Linked DNA regions of Oryctolagus cuniculus: region 1 is linked to region 2. A link is a contact called in public Hi-C data. All regions are on one chromosome and are shown on one strand. The core of a region is the stretch at or near the end of the contact, and the rest is flanking DNA. Distances in the headings are between cores, read along the strand shown. Region 1 has its middle 39 kb from the start of LRRC30. Region 2 has its middle 210 kb from the start of LAMA1.

The links. Hi-C and Micro-C count contacts between places; a contact is called where the count stands out from the background.
Region 1: a Hi-C map of an unstated tissue shows a contact between it and region 2, with 3 times the contacts expected there. The contact joins two enhancer-like sites. A contact is called at or near these places in 3 of 6 Hi-C or Micro-C datasets (ear pinna, psoas muscle and an unstated tissue).

What each region holds. Positions count from the first base shown.
Region 1 is chr10:64,331,935-64,339,095 of mOryCun1.1, reverse strand. No RefSeq gene overlaps it. Among named protein-coding and RNA genes, the nearest start is that of LRRC30, 39 kb to the left of the region's middle. Within about 2 kb of position 3,430, at least 1 of the 8 cell types and tissues checked has an H3K27ac peak or open chromatin away from gene starts, as enhancers often do.
Region 2 is chr10:64,057,449-64,064,092 of mOryCun1.1, reverse strand. No RefSeq gene overlaps it. Among named protein-coding and RNA genes, the nearest start is that of LAMA1, 210 kb to the left of the region's middle. Within about 2 kb of position 2,097, at least 2 of the 8 cell types and tissues checked have an H3K27ac peak or open chromatin away from gene starts, as enhancers often do.

The DNA.
Region 1 (7,161 bases), core at 2,181-4,680, 270 kb before region 2:
AATGGATTGAAGAAAAGGTGTTTGTATAAAGCAACTGGAAAGATGGAGTTGCCAACAAATGAAACAGAAAAGCTTACAGGTGGGCCAGGTTTTGTTTGTTTTATTTGTTGTTTCTTTGTTTTTTGAGTATAGAGGTCACACCAGAAGTTCAAGACATACTAAGCTTGAATTGTCTGACGGACATGAAGTAGAGAAGTCAACCAAATAACTCAACACACAAGTGGACTTCAAAAAGTTCATGGACATAGGAGTAAAAGATAAAAATATGAACCTTATTTCTCATTATAACCTCCATCAAGTTCAAGAAACATGATAAGCAATGATATCAGTCATTTAGTCCACCCCAAAAGAAGTCTGTGTGCTGGGAATTTAATCATGTTCATGAAGTCTATTTTATTGGTGTTAACTAAAGAAAAATGGATGTTCTTAAGATTAGGGGGAAGCCAGGAGGAGACAAATAAAGACTGTCAGGTGGATACCTAATGCTTTCCAACTGAAGCTCACAAAATTGCCCTTGTTTGACGCAGGGAAGGAGCAGGAGCCTTGCCAGGACGGAGAAGAACTCTCTGGGGAAGGTTTTCCAAGTCTTTCACTGCTGAAGCTCTGCCAAAGTTTCTCAAAACATATTCATAAGCAGCAAACGCAGTGTTCTTTGCCACTCCAGAGAGTCAGCAGGAAACATGTCTTGAGCATCCCAGATGCCATGACCTTTGCCCTTGACCTGCTGCTTGAGCTTTGACCACACACGTCCACCTCTTGGTAGCCACTGCTTTGATCATGCTTTGTATCCAGGACCTTACTCGTAAAGCTACATTTTATCTCCTGCCACACTTCTTGAAAGAAATGCTTCAGGATCTCTGCCCTGCTTCTTTCAAATTTCCATGGAAATCTCAGCTCTTGTCTTAGGTGCCCTGGGGGCACTAGGATGTAGCCCTCTCAAGCAGAAGGTTTGCTCCATTTTAATTTTTCAATCAGAAGTGTGTAAGCTAAACTAACAGAGATGTCTGTGATGTTGGCTATTGTTCCAGCTGTTAATTGCTGGTCCTCTTCAACCAGTGCAAGAACAAGATTAATTTCTTCCTTGAACCAGTGGATGGAAGATCTCCCTCCCTATATCCCTCCACCCCTCCCTTTTCAAATAAATAAAATGAACTATTTTCAAAAAGAAAATGGATATGGGTGGCCTGCCACTGTGACCTGCATCTTTGACATTGCCTTGTGCCTTGTTCTTTCTAAAAATGAATTATCCATTTAAAAATGGCTGATGTCTTTGGAGCCTTGCACCCATAAGCTCTCTGCACAGCGTCAATGATCTCACCATTTTCCACCCACATTGCACTATAAATCTGATGTTTGTTCACACTCCAGTTTGAGCAGAATTCATGTCACCATGATAGTGGCTCTTTCTCAATTGATGTCTTATTCTTCTTAGTGCCTCAAACTAGATCCTGTTCAGACATGTTATAGCAGATCAGTATGAGTTCATTTTGGTGTAAAAAAATTGAAATCCATGTTTGAAGTTATTCTGCAACATATGTTTCCTATGAATCTTTCAAAGAACCCTTATATAGGTCTGGAGTTTATTAAGTCAGAGACCTTGAGGAAAGTCTCTAGCACATGAGTGACACGTCGTGGCCACCCCAGAACTCTTAACATGAGTGTGTAATTTAGCTAAGTTTAGAGTCCACCAATCTCTTTACACTTTTCCTGAGTGATGCAAGGAATCTGAAGCACTCTTAATCTGCTGACTCCTCCTTTGCACTGTGTTTTTGTGCTTCCTTGCCTTGTTTAATCCTACAGGATTCATTCACATTGTTCTGTAGTGAATACCAGCATGGAGCTATCCTTTCTCCACATCCATTCTTGCATTTCAGTCCCACATTTTGGACTCACCTTCCTTTTCTTTTTTTTTTTTTTTTAAGATTTATTTATTTTACTTGAAAGTCACAGTTATACTGAGAGGAGGAGAAGCAGAAAGAGAGATAGAGAGAGGTCTTCCATCCACTGGTTCACTCCCCAATTGGCTGCAGTGGCCGGAGCTGAGCCCATCTGAAGCCAGGAGCCAGGAGCTTCTTCCGGGTCTCCCATGTGGGTGCAGGGGCCCCAGGACCTGGGCCATCTTCTACTGCTTTCCCAGGCCATAGCAGAGAGCTGGACAGGAAGTAGAGCAGCCAGGTCTCAAACTGGCGCCTGTATGGGATGCAGGCACCAAAGGAGGCGACTTTATCTGCTACACCACAGCACTAGCCCCTCACCTTCCTTTTTGTGCGATGACACCCTTCAGAATTTCCTTAACAAATTTGGGTGACCGGAAATCTGTTTGTATTAATTTGAAAATGATTTCATTTTATACTCATCTCTAATAGGTATTTTCACCAAGAATATGGTTGTAAGTCTGCTTTTTTTAAGCACTTTGAAAATAAATCCTGTTTCAGGGACCTGGACCTCCCACTATTGCCAGTGAAAAGCAGATCTCAGATTACATGCCATTCTACTGTAGTGAATAGAGTTTTGAAAGATCTCTTCGCCTTGTTTCACTGTGATATAACTAAGCCTGGATTTCTCTTTCTTTTAGTTATGCTTAGAGACTGCTGGATTTAGTTCATCTGTGAACTGAAGCCTTTTATCCACAGCTCAAGCATTACCTTTGGCCCATTCATGTGCTGGTTTTTTTCCTCCAAGCTCTCACATCTCATAACCTCTCTGTCCTCCTTCCATTACTAGTCTCAGGTGTTGGAGTGTGGGTGATTTCTTTAGACTATCTTTCATTTTGCTAATCCTTTCTAAGTACTAGTGTGAAACTTTTCAACTTTTTTTTTAAGACTTAGTTATTTATTTGAAAGGCAGAGTTACAGAGTAAGAGAGAGACAGAGATCTTCCATCTGCTGGTTCACTTCCCAAATGGCCACAATGGCAGGAAATGGCCAAGGCCAAAGCCAGGAATCTAGAACTCCATTTGGGTCTCCCATGTAGGTGGCAGGTTCCCAGGTACTTGGGCCATCTTCCACTGCTTTCCCAGGCCATTAGCAGGGAGCTGGATGGGAAGTGCCTCAGCTGGGACTCGAACCTGCAGCCCTATGGGAAGCTACAGTCCCAGGCAGTGGCTTAACCTGCTACACCTGAATGCTGGCCCGTCAACCGTTTTATTGTCTTTTTTAAAAATAAGATTTATTTATTTATTTATTTATTTGAAAGGCAGAGTTACAGAAAGGAAGAGAGAGAGAGAGAGAGAGAGAGAGAGAGAGAGATCTTCCATCTGCTGGTTCACTTCCCAGATGGCCACAGTGGCCGAAACTGGGAGGAGCCAGGAGCGATTTCCGGGTCTCCCACATGGGTGCAAGGGCCTAAGCACTTGAGCCGTCTTCTGCTGCTTTCTCAAGCCATCAGCAGCGAGCTGGGTCAGAAGCAGAGCAGCCAGGATTAGAACTAGAGCCCATATGAAATACCGGCCCTGCGGGCAGCCTTACCTGCTATGCCACAGAGTCGGCCCCTTCTCATCTTAATCTTTCTTTTTAAGATTTATTTTATTTATTTGAAAGACAGAGTTATAGAGAGAGGTAGAGCCAGAGAGAAAGAGAGGTCTTTCATCTGCTGGTTCACTCTCCAAATACTGCAGCGGCCAGAGCTGAGCTGATCAGAAGCCAGGAGCCAGGAGCTTCTTCTGGGTCTCCCACATGGGTGCAGGGGCCCAAGGACTTGGGCCATCTTCTACTGCTTTCCCAGGCCACAGCAGAGAGCTGGATCAGAAGTGGAGCAGCAGAGACTCAAACTGGCACCCATATGCCTTGCCTGTTATATATTAATGTGGGGTGGAGCCTGGCTCAGGTAGCTGGGCCATGCGGCCACCTGGCTAAAACTGCGCCAGTTTCCTAACATTGCCAGCACGGCAGGTGGAGGCTTAACCTACCACACCACAGCACCAGCCCCTGTTGGGAAATTTGAGCCCGTTTACCCAAAGCTTTAACCCACTGTGCCGCAGCGTCAGTGCCTTATCTTAATCCTAACAGTTTTTATATTATGTCAGCAGAGGCTCATTTACAGTGATTGAAAAGAGGCTGCCTTTGGAAAACACTTCCTTTTCTCATCCTCATAGCTCAGTTTTTCAAAGCATACGTAACAAAACAAAAACAAAAACAAAAAAACAAAAAACCAGAATCAAAGAACCAAGGGCACGCTGAGGCACAGAAGGCTAGGTTGGGCTGAGTTGACCCTTGAGCCAAAATGGTGAGCTTTGCCCACCTTCTCTCTGGCTGGGACAGGAGCGTGGAAAAGGGCAGAGAAATAGCCTCAAACCACCACTGCTTCTGCTTGTCGTAGCCAGGACTCCAAAGGTAGATCCCATTCCAGAAGTTGTACACAGTACGGAGGGGAAGTTTCTTTCTTTCCTTTTTTTTTTTTTTTTTTATTTTTATTTTTTTTTTTTTGACCCATCAGATTCAGTGAATGAAAACTAGTTGCTTTGAAACCCTTTTTGTTGGGTACTTATATGAGAAACTCTAGCAAGCCTGGGATTATTGGATTTCTATTTCTACTTGCAAATTTGAACAACTTTGAATGTTTCCCTCTCTGGTTCAAAGCTTGAGCTTCTCTTTGATCATTTGGTGGAGTGTGAAAAACGGGGGATTAATGCTACATGTGGACCAAGTCTCTGAGGCTTACATCCTTAAATTGACTTTGGTGATGGTTTGCCTCTAACGTGTTAAGTGAAGGCAATTAGGCTGTGAATGAATACCATTAACGCGCATTCATATTCAACTACCGCTGGAGTCTCAGGACTTGAATTCTTCTGAATTCTTCTCTGCCAAGCCTTTCCCAGTGCATTACCACATCTTTATTGATTTGATTTCTCTATGCAAGGTGTGGCTTAGTGTAATTTTAGCCTCTGGGTCTCTTTCACTGTAATTTTCAGTCTTTGGGGGGATTTTTCTTTCTCTTGTATTCTATTAACTCAGAATTATGCAGAATAATCTCCCATTTAGATGCATAAAGCAATGAGGAAAGACAGTAATGAATGCCACAAGTCTCTTCTAAGGATGGTTCAGACTTCCAGGAGGTTTTGAAAAGAAAAATTGTCCATGTGTTTCTTTCCTAGCATTTTAGCATCCCCTCTAAATGTATTGGGGGCTAACCATATGAACAAGGATACTTCAAAAGGTTCATGGAAAATGAAATTAAATATAAACTTTAATTGAGGTCTGGTACTGTGGCATAGTAGACAAAGCTACCACCTATGGAGCCGGCATCCCATAAGGATGCTGGTTCAAGTCCTAGCTGTTCCATTTCCAATCCAGCTCCCCGCTAATGAGCCTAGGAGGGCAGTAAAAGATGGCTCCTGTGCTTGAGCCCCTGCCCCTGTGTGGGAGACCTAGAGAAATCCCCTGGCTCTGGCTTCTGATTGGCCCAGCTCCAACTATTGCAGCCATTTGGGGAATGAACTAGCAGATGGTAGATCTCTCTGTCTCTCCTTCTCCCTCTGTAACTCTGCCTCTCAAATAAACAAATCTTAAAAAAAAAATTTTTTTTGAAATCCGTGCAGAGGAGGGGTCTTCAAAAAGTTCATTAAAATGCATAGTATGAAAAATATGGATTTCAAAATTATTTACACCAAAATAGTCACAAATTGTAAGTGTGTGTGTGTATAAAACTTTTATATTTAATTATTTCAGAGTCAGAGACAGAGAGACTGCCCATCTTCTGGTTCACTACCCAAATTCTGTAACAGCCAGGGCTGGGCAAGGCTGAAGCCAGGAGCCATGAACTCAACCATGTCTTCCACATGAGTGGTAGGAGACTACTTGAGCCATCACCACTTGGCCAAAAATTGGAATCAGTAGTGGAGCCAGGACTTGAACCCAGGTACTCCAATGTGGGACACGGGCATATTAACCAGTAGGTCAAATGTTTTTAATTCATTTTTCCATGAATGTCTTGAAATAGCCTCATATTAATTTCTCATGAAAATCCAGACAACATATTTTGGCCTTACCAGTAGTATATGAATATCTATAATTCTTTTAATAAGCACTGGTGATTATAGTTTTATAAGGTAAGGTGGGTGGTCTGAGGTTACTAAACTCATTTTCATCTTTTTTTCAGATTTAAGACAAACACATGTGGAACTGTAGTCTTCCGGTTACAAAAAGCATAGCTAATATATTGTTTCATTTTTTTCCTAATTGATCTTTAGAATTTCCCCTTATAGTTTTTTTATTCCGGTTATGAAAATCTGCAATACAGTGAAATTTAAACCAGAATTTGTGCTGACAATGGGACTCCTGCTGCTGGGATAAGCATTTAGTACTCTTGTTCTGTCGCTAGGGGGAGCTGTTGGTCCTTCATTGCATCATAAAGCAGCCATGGCGTCTGCGATGCTACTTTCTGATTAGGAGTGAGTGGGTCATTATCGCTTCGCATTTGGTACAGTCTTGAAAGGACTCTCTAATCATTCAGAGATGCGGGAGAGATGCACTAAAAAAGAAGTTGATAAACCCAATCAGATCCCTTGAAAGCTTCCAAGGACGGCTCCAGGCTCATCATCAAATACTGACAACTCTAACAGAGAAAGTAAAATTACAGACATTCCACACAAAAACCACATTTCATTAGAGTTGAAAGGGAGAGTAGATCAAGAGTTACATGATGAACGGCTCCTAAAAAACTGCTTATTAAAGAACAAACGGCCATGAAAATGTTGTCAATCAACCAGGTCTTACTGACTTTTCATCTTGTGAATCCCATCTAAGGAACATGGTTCTACCCAGCCCTGAAGGCAGACAGGAGGTGGAATTAGCACAGAGACCTGAGCATTTGTTAGCTCCTTTGTGTAACTGTGGTATCTCAGGCCTGGCCGGAAGCTCCGCCCCTGTTCTAGAACCCGGAGAACCCGCGAGGTCTCTCCCTTGGGGAAAAGCCAGTGTCTCTTCTGCTTCTTTTACAGGGACTGGGTGGTGACAGAGGGCAGGGAGCCAACCCTCTGAGCAGGTGCAGAGCCTCTGTTCCGCGGGAGGGAGCCCACTGCAGGGCCCAGGGAGGAAAGGCCGAGGGAGCCTGGAACCCTTCCGCGCCGTCACACGGGCCTTGCTCAAGGCACGTCCCTTCCAGATGCTGTTCCTCCACGTTGGGCTTCTGTTGATCTTCCCTCAGCTCTGCATTCCTGGCCCA
Region 2 (6,644 bases), core at 848-3,347:
GCCTCACTGTCTTGGCTTACGGCACTAGCTAGGATCTACACCGCTTCGAGAAGAAACAGCAGGAGAAGACACTCTTGCCTTGTGATCTCAGGCAGGCGTCTCCACCTCGAGCCAGGGTGTTCGGGACAAGATATTTCCTGGCTGGGCTTTCTTGCATCCTGGCGTGTTTATCAGCTTTCCTGGCTTCTCTCCTGCTAGCGAGCAGCTTCGCACTCCCCAGTGATGACAACTGATTGCTGGGAAGGTGCTCTTTTAGATGTTTCTAGATAGAACAAGTATCCATTCTGGAGAAAACCACCCCCAACTGAATATCTCTGTATTAAGAAGAAAATATTTGGTATATTACCATTATGATAAGTATCATGTTCATTGTAAGGATCCTCTTTTCAGAAACTTATTATGGAAAATTGTCGGCATAGTGAATATCATATTGAACGCTGCTGGTCTGTGGCATCCTAGCACACTGCATTTGGCCTGACAGAGTCACCTATCCTTCCTTCTGTCCATTCATCAATCTATCTTATTTTTTTTTTTAATTTTTTTTTGACAGGCAGAGTGGATAGTAAGAGAGAGACAGAGAGAAAAGTCTTCCTTTTGCCGTTGGTTCACCCTCCAATGGCCGCCGCAGCCGGCGTGCTGCAGCCGGGGCATCGCGCTGATCCGAAGGCAGGAGCCAGGTGCTTCTCCTGGTCTCCCATGGGGTGCAGGGCCCAAGCACTTGGGCCATCCTCCACTGCACTCCCTGGCCACAGCAGAGAGCTGGCCTGGAAGAGGAGCAACTGGGACAGAATCCGGCACCCCGACCAGGACTAGAACCCGGTGTGCCAGCACTGCAAGGCAGAGGATTAGCCTAGTAAGCTGCGGCGCCAGCCAATCTTATTTTTAAACACATTGTAAAATGAGTTCAGACACCAGTATACTCCCCTCCCCGCCCAGTATTTCAGTATGAATAACATTACCAGAAATTCAGTATTTACATATTATTTACAGATTCTTTTTCCTTCTGAGTTTTCACACAATGAAATAAATAAATATTAAGTTGATATGCATTCAGTTCTGAAGTGTGTGAAGTGTGACCCAAAACATTTCAAAATACAGACTACTCTACCACAGAAATATAATACAGCCATCTATATAATTTGAAATTTTCTAGTAGCCACATTAAAAGAGCAAAGGGAAACTGCTAAAATTTATTTTACTCATATACCAGTTAAGCCAGTTATCTAAATAAGAACTTAATAAGTAATCAAAGTAAAATACTACTAATGAGATATTTTATACTTTTCGTCCCTACGAAGTCTTCACAACCTGGACCTACCAGTCACATTTCGAGCGCTGGGAAGGCCCACGTGGCCAGTGGTCCTGACTGAGAAAATGCAGAACATGTCCATTCCCCAGGAAGCTGCCTCGTGCCCCCTCCAGTCTCCTTATCCATCCCCATAGAGGCAACCATTGTTCTGTTTTTTTTTTTTTCCCCATCATTGTTTAGTTTTACCTTAGCGTTTCATACAAATAGAATTACACAGTATGTTGTCTTTTAGCCTGGCTTTTTTCCACTCAGCATAATGTTTCTGAGATTCATTCATGCTGTTGCCTCTATCAGTTTATTGCTTTTTATTGCTGAGTAATGATTTTTTTGGAATATGCCACAGTTATTATTGATGGACACTGCATGTTCCCAGTATTATTCTAAGTAAAATGGCTATAATCATCCTTTACAGAGGTGTTTTTGTGACCATGTTTCCTGTGAGGTAAATACTTAAAAATTGCTGATATAAGGTATTTGCTTGATTAATTTGATAAGAAACTTCTGGACCCTTTTCCAAAGAGACTACCATTTTATGTGGTGACCAATAGTGTCTAAGAGCTCTGGTTCTTCCACACATACAATGGTAAGTCCGTTAGATTTTAACCATTCCGGGGCCAGGCGTGGTGGTGCAGCATGCTAAGCCGCTGCTTGGAATGCACACATCCCATGCTGCAGTGCTGGATCAGGTCCTGGCTTCTGTTTCTGATGCAGCTCCCCGCCGAAGTGCTGGAAAGTAGGGCATGATGACTCAAGCGCTTGGATTGCCACCTACATGAGCGGACTAGCTCGATGGAGTTCTTGGCTCCTGGCTTTGGCCTGGCTCAGCCCCAAATGTTGAAGCTATCAGCAGATGGGAGCTCTCTTCCTCTCTCGCTCTTGCTCTCACTCTCACTGTTACTCTCCGTGTGTCACTCTGCCTTTCAAATAAGCAAATAAATCTTTGAAAAAAACGTTTCAACTATTCTGATTGGCATGTGGTGGCATCTTCTTGTGATTTTGGTTTGCATTTCTCTAATGTCTCATAATGTTGAATTTTTTCTCATGTGCTTATTGACCATTTCCATTTCTTTTGTAAATTGTCCAAGTCTTCCGGTCTTTTAAAATGGAGTTGTCTTTTTATTAATGAGTTCTTCATGTATCCTATCTGTCCTTTGTCTGTCCTTTGTCAGACCTCACATAGTTTACCAATTTCTCTTTAATTGTGGTTGGTTTGTATGGATTCTTAACGGTCTCTGGATAAGCAGCAGTTTTAGATCTTGTTAAAGTCTAATTAATCAGTTTTATATATTTGTTGCTTTTTGTTTCTGGGAAATCTCTGTTTACTCCTAATTCCAAGGCTATCTCGTTTGTTTTCTTCTGAAAGTCTCATGGTTTTAGGTACCTCTATGATCCGTGTGTCCGTGTGTGTGTGTGTGTGTGTGTACCATGTGAGAGGATAACCTTGCCTTTTTGCCATATAGATATCCAGAGGTTCTAATATCAGCTGTTGAAAGGAGCTGCCTTTCCCCACTGGGTTACTATTTTTATGAATCTGTTCTGTGTCACTGAAGTACTTGTTTTTATTCTGTTGTGCTGTCTTAATAGCTGTGGCTCTATAGTAACTTTTTTTTTTTTATTTACTTATTTATTTGAAAGGCAGAGTTACAGAGAGGAGAGGCAGAGGAAAGAGAGAGAGGCAGAGGCAGAGAGGTAGAGAGAGGTAGAGAAGCCGGCGCCGTGGCTCAATAGGCTAATCCTCCACCTTGCGGCGCCGGCACACCGGGTTCTAGTCCCGGTTGGGGCGCCGGATTCTGTCCCGGTCGCCCCTCTTCCAGGCCAGCTCTCTGCTATGGCCAGGGAGTGCAGTGGAGGATGGCCCAGGTGCTTGGGCCCTGCACCCCATGGGAGACCAGGAAAAGCACCTGGCTCCTGGCTCCTGCCAGGATCAGCGCGGTGCGCCGGCTGCAGCGGCGGCCATTGGAGGGTGAACCAACGGCAAAGGAAGACCTTTCTCTCTCTGTCTCTCTCTCACTGTCCACTCTGCCTGTCCAAAAAAAAAAAAAAAAAAAAAAAAAAAGAGAGAGAGGTAGAGAGAGAGAGAGAGAGAGAGAGAGAAAGAATCTTCTATCTGCTGGCTCACTTCCCAAATGGCTGAAATGGCCAGGGCTGGGCTGTGCCAAAACCAGGAGCCAGGAGCTTCACCTGGGTCTCCCATGTGGGTTCAGGAGCTCAAGCACTTGGGTCATCCTCCACTAATTTCCCAGGTGCATTAGCAGGAAGCTGGATTGGAAGTGAAGCAGCCAGGACTTGAACTGGTACCCCTATGGGATGCTGACACTGCAGACAGCAGCTTAACCCGCTGCACCACAGTGTCAACACCTAGAGTAAGTCTTGGAATCATTCATTCAAAGTTACACAGCATTGCTTTTTTTTTTTTTTTTTTTTTTGACAGGCAGAGTGGACAGTGAGAGAGAGACAAAGATCTTCCTTTTGCTGTTGGTTCACCCTCCAATGGCCGCCGCGGCCGGCGCGCTGCGGCCTGCGCACCGCGTTGATCCGATGGCAGGAGCCAGGTGCTTCTCCTGGTCTCCCATGGGGTGCAGGGCCCAAGGACTTGGGCCATCCTCCACTGTACTCCCTGGCCACAGCAGAGAGCTGGCCTGGAAGAGGGGCAACCGGGACAGAATCCGGCGCCCTGACCAGGACTAGAACTCGGTGTGCGGGCGCCACAAGGCGGAGGATCAGCCTATTGAGCCGCGGCACCAGCTAACAACATTGCTTTTTTTTTTTTTTTAAATGACTTTAGATATTATAGGTGAATCGTATTTCCATATAAATTTTATTAGTCTGTCAATTTCTGCCCAAACCACCCTCCTGACGTTATGAGGGGGATGGTCTTGAATATATAGAACTATTTGTAAAGAACTGATATTTTGCTAATTTTTAAATCCATCTCTTCCAGTTCAGAGCATGGTATAATCTACATATTTATTGAGCTGTTCTTTAATTTTTATGAAACTATTTTACAGTTTCAAGTATTTTGTTAAATGTTCTCATAAATACTTTATGAATTCTTAATAATTTACTTTCCAGGGGCCAGCGCTATGGCATAGTGGCTAAAGACAACATTCCCTATGGGCACTGGTTCGAGACCAGCTGCTCCACTTCCAATCCAGCGCTCTACTATGGCTTGGGAAAGCAGCAGCAGATGCCCCAAGTCCTTGGACCCCTGCACCCTCATGGGAAGGCCTGGAAGAAGCTCTTGGCTCTTGGCTTTGGATCGGTGCAGCTCCTGTAGTTGTGGCCAAGTGGATGGAAGACCTCTATCTCTCTCTCTCTCTCTGCTTCTCTTTCTCTCTCTGTGTAACTCTTTCTTTTTTTTTTTTTTTTTTGAGATACGTACATGTTTTATTTATTTTTTAACTTTTTTATAGAAAGCTTTTATTTAATAAATATAAATTTCTTAAGTACAGCTTTTGGATTATAGTGGTTCTTCCTCCTCATACCCCCACACCAACCCCGAAACCATACCACCTCCTACTCCCTCCCCCATGGCATTCTTCATTAAAATTCATTTTTAATTATCCTTATATACATAATATCAACTCTATATTAAGTAAAGATTCAACAGTTTGAACCCACACAGACACATAAAGTATAAAGTACTGTCTGAAGACAGTTTTACTGTTAATTCTCAAAGTACAACACATTAAGGACAGAGGTCCTACATGGGGAGCAAGTGCACAGTGACTCCTGTTGTTGATTTAACAATTGACACTCTTAAGTATGACGTCAGTAATCATTCAAGGCTCTTGTCATGAGCTGCCAAGGCTAAGGAAGCCTCTTGAATCCACAAACTCTGTTCATATGTGGACAAGGCCATAATCAAAGTAGAAGTTCTCTCTTCCCTCAGAGAAAGGTACCTCCTTCTTTGATGGCCCTTTCTTTCCACAGGGATCTCACTCACAGATATCTTTCGTGGAGGTCATTTTTTTTTCCCCCCACACTGTCTTGGCTTTCCATGACTGAAATGCCCTCATGGGCTTTTCAGCCAGATCTGAATGCCTTGAGGGCTGATTCTAGGGAAGAGTGTTGTTTAGGGCATCTGCTATTCTATGAGTCTGCTGTGTATCCCACTTCCCATGTTGAGTCGTTCTCTCCTTTTTAATTCTATCAGTTAGTATTAGCAGACACTGGTTTTATTTATGTGACACTTTAATCCTATGACACTTAATCCTATTTTTATGATCAGTTATGAACTTAAACTGATCACTTTAACCAGTAAGATGCCATTGGCACCTGCCAACCAAATGGGATTAAGAGTCCTATGGCAAGGTTTTAGCTTTACCCTTAGAGGTAAGCCTGAGGAATGTGTGCTGAACTGTACATCTCCTCCCTCTCTTATTCCCACTCTTATTTTTTACAGGGATCAATTTTCAATTGGATTTAAACACCTAAGAATAATTCTGTGTTAAGTAAAGAGTTCAAATAATGGTATTAAGTAGAAAAAGAAAATATTAAAAAGAATAAAATAGCTGTTCCTCAACAGTCAGGACAAGGGCTGATCAAGTCACTATTTCTCATAGTGTCCATTTCACTTCTACAGGTTTCCTTTTTGGTGCTCAGTTAGTTGTCACCGATCAGGGAGAACATATGATATTTGCCCCTCTGAGACTGGCTTATTTCACTCAGCATGATGTTTTCCAGATTCCTCCATTTTGTTGCAAATGAACAGATTTCATTGTTTTTGACTGCTGTATAGTATTCTATAGAGTACATATCATATAATTTCTTTATCCAGTCTACTGTTGATGGGCATTTGGGTTCATTCCAGGTCTTAGCTATTGTGAATTGAGCTGCAAGAAACATGGAGATGCAGATAGATCTTTTATTCGCCAATTTAATTTCCCTTGGGTAAATTCCAAGGAGTGGGATGGCTGGGTTGTATGGTAGGGCTATAGTCAGGTTTCTGAGGAATCTCCAAACTGTGTTTCATAGTGGCTTTCCCAGTTTGCATTCCTACCAACAGTGGATTAGTGTGCCTTTTCCCCCACATCCTCGCCAGCATTTGTTGTTTGTTGATTTCTGTATGAAAGCCATGCTAACCAGAGTGAGGTGAAACCTCATTGTTGTTTTGATTTGCATTTCTTTGATGACTAGTGATCCTGAACATTTTTTCATGTGTCTGTTGGCCATTTGGATTTCCTCTTTTGAAAAATGTCTGTTTCAGTCCTTGACCCATCTCTTAAAACATTTGTTTTGTTGTTGTGGAGTTTCTTGATCTCTTTGTAAATTCTGGTTATTAATCCTTTATCAGTTGCATAATTTTTTTTTATCTTTTATTTAATGAATATAA